Linked DNA regions of Mus musculus: region 1 is linked to region 2. The links are chromatin contacts, called in public Hi-C maps. All regions are on one chromosome and are shown on one strand. The core of a region is the stretch at or near the end of the contact, and the rest is flanking DNA. Distances in the headings are between cores, read along the strand shown. Region 1 has its middle 21 kb from the start of Npc2. Region 2 overlaps Vsx2 (visual system homeobox 2).

Region 1 (5,115 bases), core at 2,163-4,662, 160 kb after region 2:
TCTTTCTTTTGCCATGCCATTCTGCACCCTTGACTGCCATGGCACTGTCCCAGTGTAGCAGGGATGGCTTGCTGCTGACCTTTCTTTCCTGGATTCTTATCTCCTTGGAGGCAGGGACCATGCCTTGATTTAAAAACAACAACAACAACAACAAAAAACCCTCCAATACCTAACACAGTCCATGGCACAGCCGTGGTGCCCAGTGAGTATTGGTTTGTAAAGCCTCTCATTGGGGCTGGAGACACCTTTAATCCCAGCACTTGGGAAGCAGAGGTAGGTGGATCTCTAAGAGTTCGAGGCCAGCCTGGTCTACAAAGCAAGTTTAGGACAACCAGAACTCTGGAGGAACCCTGTCTTGAAAGACAAAAATAAACAAAAACCCTCAAGAACCTCACACTGGCCAAGCTCAACACTCAACTAGACTGCAGGGCAATCAAGATGGCTAACGGACAGATACAATTGCCCCTGACTTCTGTATCCTCACAGGTCTGCTTTACAACAAAGTATCCTAGTTCAGCATTTGGGAGGCTATGGTAGTCTGGCTACATTGAAAGTTCTAGGGTAGCCTGGGCAACTTAACAAGATCCTGAGTCCAGCTAAAGGAAGACCTAACTCCCTGACAGATACTTGCCGGTGCCCCCAGAGCCTGGGTTCAGTGTTCAGCACCACCGAACCAAAAAAAATCATTTTTAAAATGTGACAGGTGACAGGTCAGCTCCAGTCCTGAGCTGTACCCAAGTCCTCTTCAAGAGCAGTACACAACTCTTAATGACCAGGTCACCTCTCCAGCCCTCCAATATCTTTCTTTGTGATTGAATCTAGGTCATTGTTCTTCCTGTGCGGCTTTTGGGTTTCTGTGTATGAGCTCAGCTAGCTCCTCTAACCAACAGGACCCAAGTAGGACAGCCCCAGGGACTGAGTTCTCAGCACTCTGGTTTTCAAACTACATGTGCACAAGCGTCCTTTGTTTTGTCCGGACAATAGCTCTGCGAGGCATCTAACTAAAAGGTTAAATGGTTGACACAAGACCTCACAGCCAATGGGCCAGACCAGAGGCTTTTATCTTCCTCTGGTGAATTTCCTAAGCTTAGGCTTTCTGTGTCAGTCACCTAGAAAGCGGACAGATAGTCCTGGGCTTCCATAGTCTAGGACAGTGGATTTCAACCCGTGGGGTCATGACCCCTTTGGGGGCCAAATGATCCTTTCACAGGGGTTGCATATCAGATATTTAAATTACCAATTCATAGCAGAGCAAAGTGACAGTTATGAAGGGACAATGAAAATAATTTTATGGTTGGGGTCACGGCAACATGAGGAACTGTATTAAAGGGTCACGGCACTCGGAAGGTTAGAACTACTGTTCTAGGAGATGCTCCAGAGCTCTCTGGGCGTTGTTCCCACTGAGTCACACCTTGGCAAGTCTGGTGGGAATCTGCGGCGGCCACCGCAGGCTGCCGACACTGAGTACACCACAGGGAGACAGCTGCACGAGCCAGATGTGCTTCCTGTCGCCCTCGCACAGACATGACATGACTTATAGCTATGGAGCCAAAGGCCTCACCGCACCCTAGACAGAAGCCAAAGGGACCGGAGGCTTTGTGTGCCAAAGATACAGCCTGAAGAGGAGGGAGGTTATGGCCAGGGAGTGTTTCATAGGTCAGCTGGACGTGAGGCTACATCAGCAGCCAGTCCCAGAGGCTTATGACAGCTGACTTCCAGAAGGTGTGAGCTCCAACCTTTCTCTGGAACTGCCTACCTGGGATAGGGCACTCCAGTGTCCTTCACAAAAAAACGAAACCAAGCCAGCTACTGCTCCTCTTTCTGTCACTTTTGGAGACCAGGGTACTAGAGTGTTAAATGGTCCTATTCAAATTAAAAAAAAAATGGCACTCGTCCCCCATAAAGACACTTATATAAATAAGTGTCCCTGAGTGCTAGGCATGGTGGTGTATACCTGTAATCTCAGAATCTGGGAGGGAGAGACAGGAGGATCAGAAGTTCCGGGTCACCCTCAACTACACAGAGTACAAGCACTGCCGGGACTATATGAGACACGGTCTCAAAAAATAAAGAGGGAAGAAAAACTGCTGATCACTGAGTTCTAGGCATTTACTCAAATCCCCTATCTGTGACTCCAGGCCCCTGTCAGCTCCCATGGCTGCAACCTTCCTTCCTCACCAAGGATAGCGATACTAATGCCAATAGAACTCCTTTGAAAGGCTGTGAGGATTCTCTCACTCTGTGACAGCTGAGGACACAGAGGCCCTGTGAAGGATCCAAAGTCAACGAACTGCAAAGGAGGTAGGGAGCTGCAAACCCAACTAAAAGTCAAACTGTAAGTAACGACTACTTCTCAAAGTGACATCCTCCCCCAGAGGTTCTGGGGGCATCTGTCTCTCTGGTGCTCGGCTTCCCAGGCTGTAAAGCCTACTGGGAGGGATTGAGACCAACAAAACTCCAGCAGACGGACAGAATAGGAGAAAGAATCAACATCACATCTCATGAGTCCTCTGAACTAAACCTCCGGGAGGTGGGCTCTCAAATGTCTGCTTAGCCCCAGCCTCCGTCCCAAACCCTCTCTGGATTCCTAAAGTTTATGTTGTCCTTACAAGTCCATGATCTCTGTCTGTCCATTATGCCCAAACATCCCCTTAGAATCCCAGTGGTTCATGCTCACAGAGACCTGGAGGGACCTAGTTGGATCCGTTCAGTCTCTACATTTACAGCAGAGTTAATGACACTGACAATTTACAGTGGTTAATGACACAGCCACTAAGGAACTTTCTCTTTGTTCTCCCTTTGCCACTAACCAGTGACTTGAGAGTCACTTCCCTTGGTTGGGAAACACAAGAATCTCGTGACCATTCATTGCTCAGATACGCTGAGGATCCCTCATCAAATCATGACTTTTATACTTTGATCTGCCTGGCAGAGGAACGGGGATGCATGGGGTGCAGGAAGCAGCGTGGTGTGTTTCTCTCACACTGAGAACAGACTGCCGCAGCTGGCCTGCCCTCCCGCTTTCTGATCTGGTACACCCAGTTTCTCTGCCGCATTCAAGACCAGCAGCCATCTGTTTTGCCTGCCAACTTCCTTAGTGGCCTGACCCTCTGGCAGTCAGAGTTAAGCTAATCCCTTCACCTGCTGGCTGCTTTGCTGGGGCATATGGTTTGTGGAGAGGGGCCTGCCAGAGAGAGCACGATATTTTTCCTCTCAGAGACCCTGGAGAGGAGGATGGTAATGCTGGCATGCCAAGCCTGCTCCAGAATCTATGCCTTCACTGTCCATGGGGACAAGTACTTGTGTGTGCTCTGTGACCACTGAGGGCAACGAGCAGACAGATCAGGGACAGCGGAAGCTCTGGCCTCTCACATGTGTCATTCATTCTCTGGTGGGACCCTCACTTATGCAAGCTCCTTGGTTCCTCCGGGTCTTTTCAGCAACCAAATCCCTGGTCTGGAGAACATGGTAGGTTCCTATGGCAATGGGCCTTTTAGCTGTTTCCATAGCAACGAACACTCAGACCATCTAGTTGCTAGTCAACTGACAGCTGTAAGTGAATCGGATTCAGTTTATAAGCTGAAGGTTAGGCCCGGGGCTCCTCTGGAGAGGACTCCTCTCAAAGCTTCCAGTCGATATTTGGGGGACCCACAGCCACTTTCTACCTTGAATCACACCGCAATATCCATCCACATTCCCAACACACACCACTGATCATCCTGGCCTTTCAGCAAGCCCTCAGGGCTTCTCTGGAGGAAGCGCTTATTCTGAATAACACCCTACTGACTCTGTGGCAGTGTTGCTCCTAGGTACCACAACTTTGTCCCTAAACCAACCCACTGTGGGGGCACTGTTCTTGGATTCTCTAAAGAAAATGGTTATCCACGACTGTATTTCTTTAATTGACCTTACCCACTTAGTCCTTTCCTATGCCTGGGGCATTCTCAGGAATAACTCTGCTTTATCTGTGAATCGTGTCATATTTCTTTCTTCTTTCCTTCCCACCTTCCCTCCTTAGACAAGATCTCAGGTAGCCTAGTCTGGCCTTGAACTTGCTGTAGCCAAGGATGACCTTAAATTTATCCTCCAGCCTTTACGGCCTAGTGCTGGGACCATGGGCATTTGCTGCCAGGCTCAGATAATTACTTATTAGTGTGCATTTGATGAGGATATCAGTTTGTCATTTTCCTTGTATGGCAGTGACAACCTTGGATGTCAGTCCAAGTTTAAGACAGGAATTTGTTTGCCACCCCATACAGCAGGCAAGCTGATGCATCCAGATTTCACCCCCCCCCCCAATTTTATTTCTTTTAGGCCTATGGGTGTTTCGCCTGCATGTAAGTCTGCTGCTGTTCAGGCTCCGCGTCTCTGTCCACCTTGGGTGACCAGAGTGGCTTCAGATCAGGCAGTTATGAGTGCAGCAAGAACAGACTCTTGGGAGACAGCTCCAATGGGGGAACAAAGGCTGCTACGCAACCTTTGGGGCGTGGGTAGGGGCTTTTGGAGTGAATGTACATCATTGGCCTGGGGCAGGGTGCTGGGGTCTCATTTGCATAAGGAGGAATTCCAGGTACCGATGGACATGACCTTATAAGGGAGAGGAAGCTTGACCTGGCTACTTGGCTGTGTAGCCTCCTCCAGGGGGCAAAGGCGGTGTGTGTGTGTGTGTGTGTGTGTGTGTGTGTGTGTCCCAAGCTTCATGCTCCAGGACAGGAAGGCTCAGAGCAGGGGTGAGGGTGGGGGGACGTGGGGGTGCAGAGACCTTACTCCTGCCAATCTCAGGATCAGATTTCTGGGGTTTGGACACACCTTTACCCCACTTTTGCTTTGCCACAGTTCCTACCCTCGATTCATGGCTCCCCAGTCCCAAATAAGTCCGTGTATCATGTGTATGCCATGCCCGAAGAGGGTGTCTGACCCCCTGGAAGTGCAGTTACAGGGAGCTATGAGCCACCATGTGGGTGCTGAAAACTGAACCCCAGTCCTCTGGAAGAGCAGCCAATGTACTTAACCACTGAGCCATCTCTTCAGCCCCACATCTCGCTTTGTTAGTGGGTTCTGGGGAGACCTTTTATCCTTTAAGCCTCATCTCCAGCCCTGTTTTTTAACACACAC
Region 2 (5,403 bases), core at 2,122-4,621:
TGTATATTCAGTGTGTGTAATCTGCATGTATGCCTGCATGACAGAGGGCATCAGATCCCATATGAACACCATATTCCATCACAGATGATGGTGAGCCACCATGTGGGTGCTGGGAATTGAACTCAGGACCTCTGGAAGGACATCCAGTACTCTTAACTGCTGAGCCACCCCTCCAGGCCAAGCATAGTGGCTTTTAAACTCAGTGCACACGATGGTTACTTGGATCAAGACAAGAGGAGGAAAAGCATGAAAATGGCTTACTAATCCCTTGTCTGCTTCCCTCCAAGGCAGTCATCATTTTTGATGCCAGCTGCCCTAAAGCAAAATCGCTTTGGCTTGTCCAGGTTTCCTCCATAAATTGCAGCCTCATCTGGTCTTCATGAGGAGCCAGACATCCCAGGAACTCATAATTGAGGACCGGAGTTCGAGCCACCAGCTGGCGCATGCTCCCCAGGGAGAGTGTCATGGGAAAGCTGACCTTCACACCAGTGATTTGTTTGCTGGAGGAGAACCCGAAAGGGGGGGGGGGTTCTGTTTATGAGCCCAGAACAGGTCTACAAGCCTATACCCCGTCTTTAGTTCCTAATTCGTCCTTTCTACCTCTCAGCCCCACTGTGTCTCCAGCACCTCCGGAATGCCTGGACCACCCAGGGGAATGCACCTTCCATGGAGGGCTGGCAGACACATTCTAGTATTTGCACATTCCATGATGCTGTCTCCAGAATCTCTAATCCAGACTGTGCTGAAAATGGAAAGGTCCTCAATCATTTTAGCATCAAAGCTCACGTGGTGGCAAAAGCAGACCAGGCCTTGTACCATTTCTGGGTGTCTCTTAGTGTGGGTAAGGGTGTGTTTGCTGTAGGAACTGAGGCTGGGGGAGATGGTAGTTAGGGCTCCTGGGCAGAGCGGTATTAGCATGTGGTACGTGTATCCTTCCTTCCTTCCTTCTTCAGTTTTGAGACAAGCGCTTATTTGACCCAGGGTGGTCTTAAACATCCCGTGTAGCCAGGGCTGGCCTTGAACTCCTTGTCTTTCTGTCTCTACCTCCCAAGTTCTGGGATTACAGGGTCGAGCCTCCAGGACTGGCTACATACACTTTTGTCACAGATTTGTTTTTATCTACCTGGGTGCCTGGGTAGGCCGTAAAAGAACATGGGCTACCTCTGGAGCTGGAGTTACAGGAGGCTGTGGGTGCTGAGAGCTGAACTCAGGTCCTCTGTAAGAACAGCACATGTTCTTAACTATTAGCTGTCTCAGCCAGGGGTGGTGGTAAGGAACACCTTGAATCCCAGCAAGAGGCGGTTGGATTTCTATGAGTTTGAGGCCAGCCTGGTCTACAGAGTGAGTTCCAGGACAGCAAGTTTACACAGAGAAACCCTGTCTTAAAAACCAAAGCAAAGCCTGGCAGTGGTGGCACACACCTTTAATCTTAGCACTTGGGAGGCAGAGGCAGGCAGATTTCTGAGTTCGAGGCCAGTCTGGTCTACAGAGTGAGTTCCAGGACAGCCAGAGCTATACAGAGAAACCCTGTCTCGAAAAAACAAAACAACAAACAAACAAACAAAAAGAACAAAAAAACAAAAACAAAACAAAAAACCCAAAGCAAATAAACACCCCCCCCCAAAAAAAAAAACCCTACTAAGAGTCTTTCCAGTCCAGGCTACACATACTTTTAAAAGTCTCAGCCTCTGGCTGCAGGTGGTGTAGCTAAGGAGCCCTGCGGTTCCCAGTCCTATTTTTGGTGGTTGGAATCTGTCACCATCTATTCTACCTTGTCTTGTCTGAGGGCTTGAGGGAACCAGAAGGCACTTATACAGGTGGGTCCTTTCAGATGTTGCCTCTGTTGGGAGAAGATAGTTTAAAACAAGCGAGTACTTTGTATAGGGGGACTAAGTGTTAATAGGAGGGAGATGGAAGAAGACCCGCCCCAGAGGGCAGACAGTGGGACAGATACCCAGGAGAACCGGCAGGCAGCCTTGGGGAGTAAGGCCAGGGTCAGACAAGTAGGCCATCTTCGTGGCTCACAACACTATTGCTCAGAGGGTAGCTATCTAGAGGATGTAACTTTATAAAAACTCTTATTCCTTGGCAGTTTCCCAAAGTGTTGGAAGTCTTAGATCTTTGCTTTCTGGGTCCCCAGATCTAAACCTAAATTGCAGATTCCAATCAGTGATGTGTGGGAAAAGTGTGGCTCTCTGGAAGATGCTACACCCAGGGAAGGTCCAGTGATGGCTTTCTAAGTTTTTGGTCTCTGAGAGCTTGGAGATAATCATGGCTTCTGAGGAGTGGCATTCCCATTTTTATTGTATTTTATTCAGACAGTCTTACTATGTAACCATGGCTGGCCTGGAATTCACCATGTAGACTAGGATGGCCTTGAACTCACAGAGACCCATCTGCTTTTCTCCCGTGTTGGGATCAAAGGCATGTATTACTGCATCCAGCCTTTTCCTACTTTTAGAGACTCCTGGTTATTTGCAAAGAAGAGATCCCCAAACACAGCTATATGGATTAATTAGAAGATGTTTTGAAAGGTGTGGTCTTTCCTTGCAGGAAGAGAGCATTCCTGTAGCTCACCAATATAGTTGGGTAGCACCAGGAGCGCCCCCTGCTGGGTGTGGCTGGCCCAAGTGACGATCTGCTCCCTCTGCGCCATCTGCCGGTGATGGCGGGAAGCGCCATTGAGCAAGGCCTCTGGAGCCCCGCGTCCGAGCCTTGGCTCCTGGGTGCCCAGGCAGCTAAGGGTTAAGCTGTCAGCGGCGCGAAGTTAAACAGGTGTCAAAGGCGCCCCATATATCTGCAGATTGAAATCAAATTCTTTGCCGTATAAAAAGATAAATTACCCAGGCGCTGCCGCGCGTCCCACTCATCACGCCAGCGCCAGACGGCAAGCAATTTTTTTTTTTAATGTGCTAACGACCTAATCAAGCAATCAAGTCGGAGAAGATTGCAGAGTGACCGGGGCAGCCATCTGCCGGCGAGCCCCGCATTCATTTCCGCGCCCCCCGCACCGGGCGGGGGCCGGGGAGGGAGCTGCCGGGGGAGAGGCGGTGGAAGAGGGGGGGAAAAATCCTAAACAAATTAACACCCAATTTTCCCCGTCTAATTAGTTAAATGAGAAGTGTTTGGGGTCCCCCGGGGAGGGGGAGCAGCTCGTGGTAAGGCGATCGCTGCCTCCCCAGCATTAATTAGTGCGGGTCAATGCCGTGGCTCCCAGGAGAGAAGCCGCTTTAATTTCCCGTGATATTTCAGTGCCTGAGGCCCATCGATTCAAACTGAAATTAACTTATTTTTCAATCAGCCCAGGGCTGCCCCTGGGGGTGACTCTTCTTTTGCCGCCTCCTGAATAGAGCCGGAGCAATTTTTCATCAAAAGCTGATACCGTGGCCGCCCAGGGCGGGGGAGGGGCCCGCAGGGAAGGGCGGGGGCGCCAGAGGCGAGTGGGTGGAAAGCACCCAGAAAACTGGTTTTCTGTTCCTAGCTTCCTATCCTGAGATCCAGATGGGACTGGATGCACCCGGGAGACTTTCAGGCCCATTAGATTCCCGGAGGGCATCAGCCTTCCTTTAGGACAAGGCTGGGGAAATTCTGGGCTCTGTCAGTAGCTGGTCTCAGGAAGGTTGTTTGGGGGATACGGAGACATCCTGATCCCCTGAACAGTCTGGATGCGTGGATTTCCTCTTGGAGGCTGCAAAGGCATTGTAACACGGTGACAGGATGATGGTGATGATGATGATGATGATGATGATGATGCAGCTGCAGACGACCCCAGGGGACCCCAGTGTCTTTCAGATTCAGCCTGTACCAGTTAACTCAGGGACCAAATATACAGTCCCTAGGGTGTCACCTACCAAGCTCTTCTCTGCCTCAATACTATAGAATGTCATATTCCTTCCCTGACCCAGGAATGTCACCCACTTGGTCAAAATTACATTCAATGTCAGGCCTGGAATGGTGGGGAGCAAGGTATGTGGGGGGCTATGGTGACTCAGCTGGGAGAGGGCAGGAAAATGTGGCAGGTGAGTGTTCAAGGAGAGCCTGCCACCTGCTGCCAGACTCACAGACACCTGGAAGTGCACGGGCTGTTCTGGGCTCATATTCTGGGCTCTTCCTGGTCTGGGGTGAAGAATAGGGCCAGGGGATTTGGTCTTTAAAAAAAATTATTATGTCATTGTGTGTGTTTGGGAGTCTTGCTTGTGTGTATGTATCTCTGCGCACTTCTTGGGTGCCTGGTACCTGCAGAGGCCAGATGAGGGGTGTCAGACCCCCAGAACTAGAGTCGAAGAAGGTTGTGAACTCTTGTAAGTGCTGGGAACCAAACCCAGGTCTTCTGGAAGAACCCATGCTCCTAACCACTGAACTGTCTCTCCAGCCCCTGGAATCTGTCCTTTTGTAAACCAGAGGGTCTCTTACAGCCATGGCCTGTAGGTTGGGTATCTATAAATGTGGCCCAACATGAAGTTGTAATCTTAGAATGGGGTCAGGCCTACGTGGTATTCAAGCCAGAACGCCATAGCTGACAGGACACACCTGTACCCTGAAGGTGTGTCTGCAGGATCCTCTGCACCTGTTCGGACACCTCAGCTGCAAACTGAGGCCCTTACTGGATGCTGCCCACCTGCTGGGCCTTGTCTGAAAGTGTCCCTAGCCTATCTTCCTAGAATGACTTTGACTTAAAACAACAAATGGACCCATTTTGCCCATGGTAGCCTCGAGTCTTGATGCCAACATTCTGAATACCCCCCTTAGTCTGAGACTCTGACTCTGTGGAGGAGGCGAGTTGCATTAACAACCACCCCCTCCCCCACCCTGAGGCAGACAGAGGGAGGGGCCTTGGGCCTGGAGTCTCTCAGAGTGAAGCTTTAACCACTTCTCCACCATGCCAGGTGTGGTTCCAGAACCGCAGAGCCAAGTGGAGGAAGAGGGAGAAGTGCTGGGGCCGGAGCAGCGTCATGGCTGAGTATGGTCTCTATGGAGCCATGGTGAGGCACTCGATCCCCCTGCCAGAGTCTATCCTCAAGTCTGCCAAGGATGGCATAATGGATTCCTGTGCCCCATGGCTACTGGGTAAGAGCCCGTGCCCTCCTTGGGGCCCTGCCCCTGGGGTGAGGAGAGCGGGCTCTACTCGGGGAGGAATCCGAACACTGGGTAGGGAGACCTGGGCCACTATGACCCCATGGCATTGAGGTCTTCCAAGCAGGCCAACCTGTCTTTCTGGGGCTGTCCTTTGACCTACCCACTGGGTGTCAGGACTGCCACTCTAGAATCACTGGCTCCTCACACTGGCAGCGTGAGGAGAACATGGCCCTTGCCCTAGAATCTGGAGTCCTTTCTCCCTGACTAGAGATGGGTTTATAGTAAATTAAATACTCCCTTTTGTGAGTTGAGGGGACTCCTGTGTCC

Evidence for each region. A called contact is a pair of places that touch in the nucleus more often than the background predicts.
Region 1: a contact with region 2 is called in a Hi-C map of muscle stem cells, with 2.1 times the contacts expected there. The contact joins two enhancer-like sites. A contact is called at or near these places in 2 of 484 Hi-C or Micro-C datasets (Sertoli cells and muscle stem cells), 6 of 115 datasets of contacts at active chromatin or transcription factors (effector CD8 T cells, embryonic stem cells, memory CD8 T cells and 2 more) and 4 of 9 other capture datasets (adipose tissue, embryonic stem cells, liver and 1 more).

The regions. Positions count from the first base shown.
Region 1 is chr12:84,749,374-84,754,488 of GRCm38.p6, forward strand. No RefSeq gene overlaps it. Among named protein-coding and RNA genes, the nearest start is that of Npc2, 21 kb to the right of the region's middle. Within about 2 kb of position 3,413, at least 120 of the 459 cell types and tissues checked have an H3K27ac peak or open chromatin away from gene starts, as enhancers often do. A contact at or near this core is called in adipose tissue and muscle stem cells, where this site is marked.
Region 2 is chr12:84,587,285-84,592,687 of GRCm38.p6, forward strand. Vsx2 (visual system homeobox 2) reads left to right here. Exons shown (of 5, transcript NM_007701.3): 4 at 4,887-5,067. Among named protein-coding and RNA genes, the nearest start is that of Vsx2, 20 kb to the left of the region's middle. Within about 2 kb of position 3,372, at least 57 of the 459 cell types and tissues checked have an H3K27ac peak or open chromatin away from gene starts, as enhancers often do. A contact at or near this core is called in adipose tissue and muscle stem cells, where this site is marked.